Linked DNA regions of Anser cygnoides: region 1 is linked to region 2. The links are chromatin contacts, called in public Hi-C maps. All regions are on one chromosome and are shown on one strand. The core of a region is the stretch at or near the end of the contact, and the rest is flanking DNA. Distances in the headings are between cores, read along the strand shown.

Evidence for each region. A called contact is a pair of places that touch in the nucleus more often than the background predicts.
Region 1: a Hi-C map of liver shows a contact between it and region 2, with 2.1 times the contacts expected there. The contact joins the enhancer-like site here to the promoter of FAM210A in region 2. A contact is called at or near these places in 2 of 7 Hi-C or Micro-C datasets (both in liver).

Annotation. Positions count from the first base shown.
Region 1 is chr2:107,488,156-107,492,147 of Taihu_goose_T2T_genome, forward strand. The region is part of intron 1 of LDLRAD4 (low density lipoprotein receptor class A domain containing 4); the gene reads right to left. Among named protein-coding and RNA genes, the nearest start is that of LDLRAD4, 30 kb to the right of the region's middle. Within about 2 kb of position 1,321, at least 2 of the 3 cell types and tissues checked have open chromatin away from gene starts, as enhancers often do. A contact at or near this core is called in liver, where this site is marked.
Region 2 is chr2:107,239,674-107,243,845 of Taihu_goose_T2T_genome, forward strand. It overlaps FAM210A (family with sequence similarity 210 member A), which reads left to right and starts at 2,465. Exons shown (of 5, transcript XM_048077108.2): 1 at 2,465-2,484. RNMT (RNA guanine-7 methyltransferase) reads right to left here and starts at 2,419. Exons shown (of 11, transcript XM_048077104.2): 1 at 2,287-2,419; 2 at 1,787-1,997; 3 at 1-111. The coding sequence starts at 1,948.

The DNA.
Region 1 (3,992 bases), core at 71-2,570, 250 kb after region 2:
GAGGGCAGGGATGAGAGATCAGAACTGGGGAAAGGGAGAAGTTTTGCATCACTTGGCTGCTGTGCCCAGGTAGACCAAGATCATTAATCTCCAGGAGGGTCAGGAGGCAGCTAATTCCTAATTGCTAGCAGAAGCAGCATTATATGCAGAGAAAAGCGGGTTTGTATGTGTGGAAGACTTACATTTGAAACATCAGTAGGCCACTTTTCCCTTTGAGAGTAACACAGCTCTTTTTTTGCTGGAATTGCAACTTTGCTGGCCCGTTATCTGATCAGAGATCAACGTGGAAGTGCATGAGCTATCCTGTGCACCCAGTAATCCTGATCGAGTTATTCCTCACTTATGACAGAAAAAATTAACTGCTTACACTTGAGATACATCAGCATAAATATGACACTGTGGCTAGAAAACACACTCCATAATTCACTTTTTATCTTTCAAATATTAACCTGGATAAGGCGAAAACAGAAGGCAGCAAAACTCAACTTTGGAAAACATGATTTAAAGTTACTATTAATCAGAAAGGCATTAAAGGGAGGTGTGAAGGTATAAATGTTTAGTTCAGGTCTGCTGAAAAGACTTCCTGGCTTGTCATTAAAGACAAGATTTTCCAAGAGGCTGGAGAAGTCAGTCTTGAAAGCAAAGCATAAAACTGGGCATTCGGACAACTCTTTTCCTTTTCTGGATCCGGGTGGGTTCATCTGACCTCTGGCAAATCACGTAAATCCAGTTTATCAAAAAGAGTCACTCTGTCTGAAACATTTTAAGCCTGACAGGGGTGCTGAGTCCCGCAGTTCAAACCTGAGTGAGCGCGAGGTCAGAGCGCACGATTTCTCTTTAAGCCAAAGCTGCTCTCTGAAGCCTGGCACCCAAAGCTGATGCCCAAAATAGATTCTGTGAAAAATGTTAGCCTGAATTTGCCTTTCCCTCAGCCCTAGCTCTTCAAGCTGTCATCTGATGTGAGGTAAAAAGGGAAATTACAAAGTGTATTATTAAGTACTTTAGACGTTGCCTGGAAGAAGGAAAGTTTTGTTTTGTGGAAGGCTACAGAGCTCCTGTGCAACTGTGGCTGCAGAGACCGGAGAGCTGAATGAAGCTAGAAGTAAAGGGACAGCAGAAACAAGGTTAGAGCACTATCCTGGCCATTTGCACAGTGCCCCAACTACTCTGGGACAAACACAGCTTTTCACCACTGCATGCTCTCTCTGACAGCCTGAACTTGCCAACCTGCTAAGTGTATTACTGAGGTGTCAGGTAAGGATGTAGACAGATGCGTCTGCAACAAGCCTTTTATTTGCTTTCCTTTACATTTCTGATCAAAACAAATAGATCAAATTAATGAGTCTTAATTTTAATATTTTTTTTTTTTTTAAAGAAATAGAACAACTGATGACTAAATCCACGTTAGATTTTGCTAGTTCCAGAAGTCACTGGATTCAAACCGAAAGTAGACACCTACAGCACACAGCCGAGCTGCCACGGGCAGCAAGCCTCTGAGTCCTGCGGCTCCGAGCCCCAGCCGCTCACAGGAGGAATTTCCAAACCCTCCTCCCTTTCCCACCCCACTCTACAGCAGTGAAATGTTAAAATACTTGTGCTGTATTTAAATATTTCTGATGTTGTTTATTTTTTAATTATTATGATCAGGAACAGTTCCACATGAATAAGAGAAAAGATCTGTATTGCCATATTTACACACACTTAAGATAATTCAACTTTACAGTTTTGACGCGTGTAGCTTATTAGACTCCTAAGAATGTAAAAACACCATTGGCATTATGCATATTGCAAGTGTCTGGTAGATAATGGCCTTGCAGATTTTATACAGAGCTGCACAAGTGAACTTGCCAAACTTTCATCATCACTCCTTTGGAAGCTCGGAGGGAGCCTATTAAATTGGCATTTTGTTTGACATGCACGCAGAATGTGCTTAGCGTGCAGAACAGGCATGGCAATAAACCTTTTCTTAACAGCTGTGTTATTTTAGTTAATGATAAACATGTATCTAAAGCCACATACCACCACAACTTTAGTCAGTGAGAAGAACATAGTCACCCAATGGAAACAGAGGCCATCACAACAAAAAGGAAGTTATTCATTTATTCTTAACTATGCAGTTATTTGTCTCACCGCTAAACATTGCTGAATATCACTAATTATTGTTCTAAATTAAGTGAATTTCATGAAGTAAAGTTCAGTGCTGTGTCTATCCCTTAGCAGCAGATTCTTACCCACGGGCACGTGTGCAATTATCACTGATTTTGGTGGAGACTGTGACAGCAGAACTGAGTGAAGAGTTTATTTTCCAGAAAATTTCCTTAGAGACTAAGAGTTTTGGAGGCCAAGGCTCCTTCTGTCATCATTGTGGCTCAATCCACTCTGAATATGTTCAAAACAACAACAAAAATCTGGACATGTGAAATGCAGATGTTAACGAGCAAGACAGCATATTGATTTGGTTAAGCCATTTAATTTTGACAAACTGCCAAAACAACAATAAAAGAATCACAAAGCTTAAATATTGGAGATTTCATCAGCAGCCTACAACGAGCAGGGAGATAATGAGTCCCCTGCAACCTCTAGGAACTGATCAATATTCTCCATGGAACTGCAGTGACTGAGAATTCCAGACAGTGCCCTTCGATTTTCTCTGAAATCTTATCTTTACAAAGTAAACAAACATGAGATAATAACCTTTAAACTTGCCACAGCCATTCATAAGCGGATTCATTACTACAGAACGGCAGCCGACATTCAATATTGCTCCCTGTTCGATATGTGCTACTCTGTGCATCGCAAACTCCATCTTTTAAAAGGCACAGGTTGCAGTCCTCAAAATCAAGGCACTCAAAGAATAAAGTGAATCGGGGCTCCTCTGAAGCATTTTCCAGCTTTTCTCTGGATCAGCAAAGCTGAACACAGCCTCCCCTCCTTCCAATGAAAACTAAATTTATCATCTAATCAACTGAGTCTACAATTTGAAGCCATAAAAACACTGAATATTGCAGAAAACACCGCAAAAACTAACATCCAAATTTCAAAACAGGAAAAATCTCTCCTTTCCTTTCTGCCATGTATACTCAAGCATCTTTTAATACATGACTGAACCTGGATCAAGTTAAAAAATATGTATTTTCTATTTATTTAATTGGAATCAACCAAATTTTGGTTCCTATGTTTAGAAATATCTGAAGCAAACTCAACTATGACACAGCTTTTAAAGAACATGTGCCTAAAATTTTACCACTTTCTTTGGACATACCAACTATATGTGTTTAAACATCCTCAAAATTAAGTTAATAGGTACATAAAAGCAGATTTTTTCAAACCAAACTTTGTCATCTCGATTTTCAAAGAATTAAAAGAGGCATTTTACTCTAAATATCTGATAAATGGCTTCTAATTCCTTGAAAACAACAGCATTAGACTACATTAGCCTAGTATCTTCTTCAATTATAATTGTATCATTTTATTACGCTGGGAAGAGAAAAAGATTAGATGAGGTAAGTGGCACTACATTACCCCCCGTATTTTTACGGCAATTTGCAGAATACCATCAGTAAACACAGCGCTTTACAAACCACATAAGAAAGGTCATTACCCAAGCGAGCTTACAACTGCACTAAAGAAATCAAGTACAACAACCCTTCCATTCAATGGAGATATAAGGCCGTTAGTTTTCAATATATTAGCTTATTATCATTAACGAGATCTTTAAAGCACTTATGATCCCTGAGTCAAGCGGCACCGAAACAGCATCACATATTTCCAAAGAAGGGCACATTTTTCTCCTTGTCCTTCCTTCCTTCCTCATAACACGCACCTTGAAGCAGTCGGTAGATGCAGATGAACTTGCTTTGCTGCCCCAGGGGAACCACACTTGTCAAAAAAGACATTACAACCCAAGAGCCCATGCTCTGCTGCCCTCCTGCACTTCATGTCACCCCGTCATGATTTTATTTTATATTATTTTATTTTTGATTCTTGCTGGC
Region 2 (4,172 bases), core at 1,215-3,714:
ATTATTAAAGTTTCTGAGGTAGAATATGCGACTCTGGCTGCGTTTTTCCAATCCAACCTCTTGAAGCTCATTATAATGTGCAGCTACAGCTTGCCCATGGCCTGTCTCACTCTGTAGAAACGAGGGAAGGAATAGTCTAAAGCAGCAAATTCTTTGTATTATTTTCTCATTTAATCAAGAGACGTATCCACTTAAGAGATTTAAGAAAGGAAACAAGCTACACTGGTCACGATCATTATGGGGAAATGTTTTTGTATATATATCTGGCCTGAAACTGACATCAGTACTTCTATCACTGGAGAGTCAACTGCCTCAAAAATTTAATTCCGTTTTCAGTTGGCCCACATAACTTCTGATGGATGACATCCAGCATCTTTGCTTACATTTTCTCAAAGAATCAGTTTCATCCCCTTTAAATCAGGGGCTGAAAAGGAAGATGTTCCTTCTCTCTGAGCATTATTTCACGTTTAAGGTTCTTAGAAAATCCTGGTTCAGAAATTCAGTGTTTGCTGTTAACAGAAGTGTATGAACTGCCAATTTAACCAAAATGCTGACTAGCTGATTTTGCGCAAAGCTGTCAGTGGTAACTACCAGAGCTTTGAACAAACCAGGGTAAGGGAAAGAGAATAATGACTTGATGACAGTATCCCATTTCATATTTGTCAGCAGTCCATAGAAATGCCTGTTTTAGCCTTAAATATAATTAGTCCAAAATAGGAAGCCCGATACGATACTGAAAAGTACTCTGTAACTAGATATTATGCTCCTAACATTTCTTAACCTTGAAAACAATCTCCATTTATATACATAACATGTAAAAAAAATTATAAATAAAATACAAAGTAACAGAACACAAATTCTGCAAGACAAAACTGTCTAACAGTACAAACGAGACTGAAGAATTCTCAGTCAGAACCCACAAACATGCCACAAAATTCCAGCCACTGTGAATTTACATTGCAATTAAAAGCAATCCCAATAGTAATCCACTAAAAAAAGTCAATGCCCAAACACCTTATCATTGAAATACCAGTCGCTCAGGAGAAAAGGTCTGACTGACTTTAATATGGTACATTTGTTCTTCAACGTTTCATATAATTTTGGTAACCTTGAGCACGTACACAGCCTTACTTGTCTGGAATACTTATAACCCCATCACCTCTTTATTACCGCACTCAGCTCACTGAGACTAACAAATATTTTGACCCTTTCTAGTCTTTTTCACGGTAAGCACAGATGGTCCCCTGACAGCCACTGAAGGTGACTTAAACTAGAAAGGCTGACTTTGACAAGTGAGGGAAACACATTCACACAATCCATTAAGGCACCCCAGCTGCTGCAACCACTGTTAGTAACAGCCATCAGCAGTAGCATCTAGATTGCTGGCAGCTGCTTTCAGTCTAATCTGAAAGAGTCTAACCTCTTCATACCCTTAGGCTATGCAATAACAGCATATTCCTTGCCCTTCTAAGCCTGATCCCAAAATTACTTTAGCAAAAGGACAAAAGGGTTAGTAGTGTTTCTGCCACGACAAAGGGTATTAATTTTTCCAGACTGCTTAGATTACCATTCAGATACGAACACAGAAACAAAGCATTAGGTCAAAAACATTTTCAAATTATACATAAGTATTGCAAAAGGTCAAAAGTAGACTGGATCAGAACTACAGCATCAGTTTCTATAAGCGCATATATGATAAGGGGCAGTGTCTTATAAAACATCACTTTGCCTTGTCACCCTCCCAGGTAAAAGGAGGAATATTTTCTGCTGCTCTTACGGTACTCACTGATTTCTTCGGAGGCTCCCCCTCCTGCTCCTCCAGCTTCCTTTTCGTTCCGCCCTCCTGCTGCTCGCTGCCGGCGGGGCGCGCTGTGCCGGAGCTGCCGCCCTCCGCATCGCCACGGGGCTGCTCCCCGTCCTTTCCCTCCGCCGCGGCGGGGTCGGCCATCCCTCACGCGGGGGTAGAGCCCTCACGGCCGGCCGCTCACGCCAGGGAGCTGCGGGGAACGAGAGACCCCCCGCAGCCGTTGGCGCGCGGCGGCCGCCATTTTACGGGGCAGCGCCCGGGGGCAACGGCACCAACGGCGCCACGGCGAGGCCCCCCCCGCCCCCAAGCCCAGAGGCCCCGCCCGCTCCGTCGTGGCCCCGCCCCCCAGCTGCCCGCCGCCTCCCCTGGCTCTCCCCCGCCCCCCCCCCCGCCGCCTGCCTGTGCCGTTGCCCCGCTCCCCCCCCCGCCCGCCGCCGTGCTGCCGCGGGCGAGGAGGGGGGAGGCGGCGCGGCGCTCACCCCGCCGGGCGCTCCGCCATCCCGTTTGCGGAAGAGGCCCCCTCCGCCGTGGCGTCACGTCCGGGGAACGGGGAGGGCTTTCCAGCGGCACTGCGCATGCGTGCTGCGTGGGAGGGGAACAGGACTACGACTCCCAGCAGGCTTCGCGCGGAGGGGGGCCGCCGCGCCTGCGCAGTGGCCCCGCCGCCTGCCCTCAAGGTGATGGTGGGGACGGGCGGTGCTGCACGTTGCCCTGACGCGCGCGGGGGGGGGCGGGGAACGGCGCGTGCGGCTGGGGCCGTTGGTGGCCGTTGGTCAGCCGCCGCCCGGAGCGGCGACGGGGCCGGGCCTGAGGTGGAGGAAGAGCGGCGGCGGCTCGGCCGTGAGGTACCCGCTCGGTGCGGCCGGGGCGGGTGGGCTGCCCCCGGGTGCGGGCGCCTCGCGGGGTACGGGCAGGGAGGGAGGTAGGGCCCGGCCGCTGGGGGCGGGGGGAAGCGGCACGTCCCGCGGGTGCCATCGTGGGGCCCCCTGCCGCCCTCCGGGTAGCTGCTCGCGGGCAGAGCCGTGTTTACGATCTCGAGGCTTCAGCCTTTTCTCCTTACGCGTTTTTTTGGGGGCTTGCTGTGGGGGCCTCGGGATCCCCAGGAGGCACTGGCTAGCTGAACAAGGCAGGACGGTTTTGGTAACCCTGCTTGGAGTTCTGGTTCTTGTTGGTAATCTGCTTCTGGTAATTAACCATGAGAGCTGTCCAAGTCAGAGGACTCTGACAACGCTGTTACATCAGGAGAGACTGCTTTTAATTTCAAATCAAGTATAGATGTGTGTCAGATAATGCAGCCTACACGTTTCACCTCATTTATGTCCACTTCCAAAATACTTTCTGCAAGCTGGCCCAAGGGAGGAAGCACGAGTTTGGACAGCAGCACACAAAGTGCCCCAGAAGCCTGCACCAAACCTAATTCTTAAGCAGACTGCAACTTACTGCTCCTCAGCTTATCTAAACCCCAAGAGGCTTCTACTGTTACAAGTATAAACTTAACGATTTGCCAAAGTTATGCTGCTTGAGGGAGAGATGGGGAGCAAGTTCCAAATTTGGAATCTGAGTTGCCGCCTGTGCACTAGGTTATTTGACTTGCAGCTGCTTCTGTGTGGGAAATGTATGCACAGAGGATAATGTGTCCCCACCATCCATCTCCTGTGGTGCTGACAGCAGGTGTTTATCTCCTTTTACTGTTCAAAGGCTGCTTGAGGTAAAAGGGGTGTGAGTGGCCTCTGCGGCAGCGTTGTGGAATTGCACTCGCTGCTTGAGAAGCGTTGCCATCAGGGAGAAAAAAAATCATTGGATGGTTTGGGTAGGTGGATATCAGATGGCCTGCACATGGCAAAAACGAGTAGGCAAATTCAGACTCTGAGCATGTAAGGAATGTAAGATAAAAAAGATTTGTTTAGCGTGACTTTCTACACGTCTACTTCACAGACTGTAGCAGCTGATAAGAAAAGATTTTATCTGATTTTTGTATTTAGAAGGATCCATGTAATTCTGCTGTTGTAGGTGATCTCCAGACAAGCCACTCCAGCTCTGCATGTATGCTTATAGACATCACTAAGGAACTGAATCGGTCTGTTTTTGTAAGGCAGGGAGTTACTGCTGTCCCCTTATCTGAGATAACAGGCCTTAGCTTGCATCTCAACAGGTTTTTTGGACCTCTATGGAGTTTTGACTTCAATATTGGCTTTAAAGATAAGGACACAACTAACACAATGGCAAAAGCAGAAAGTACTGATTTTAAAAATGACTGTAAAACTGGTAGTTGAATCCATAACATTCCTTGTAATCAGTTTTGCAGCTTGGGAATAAGATCCAACATAGTTATTGTTGGCGCTGATACGCTATAAACCCAGATTGT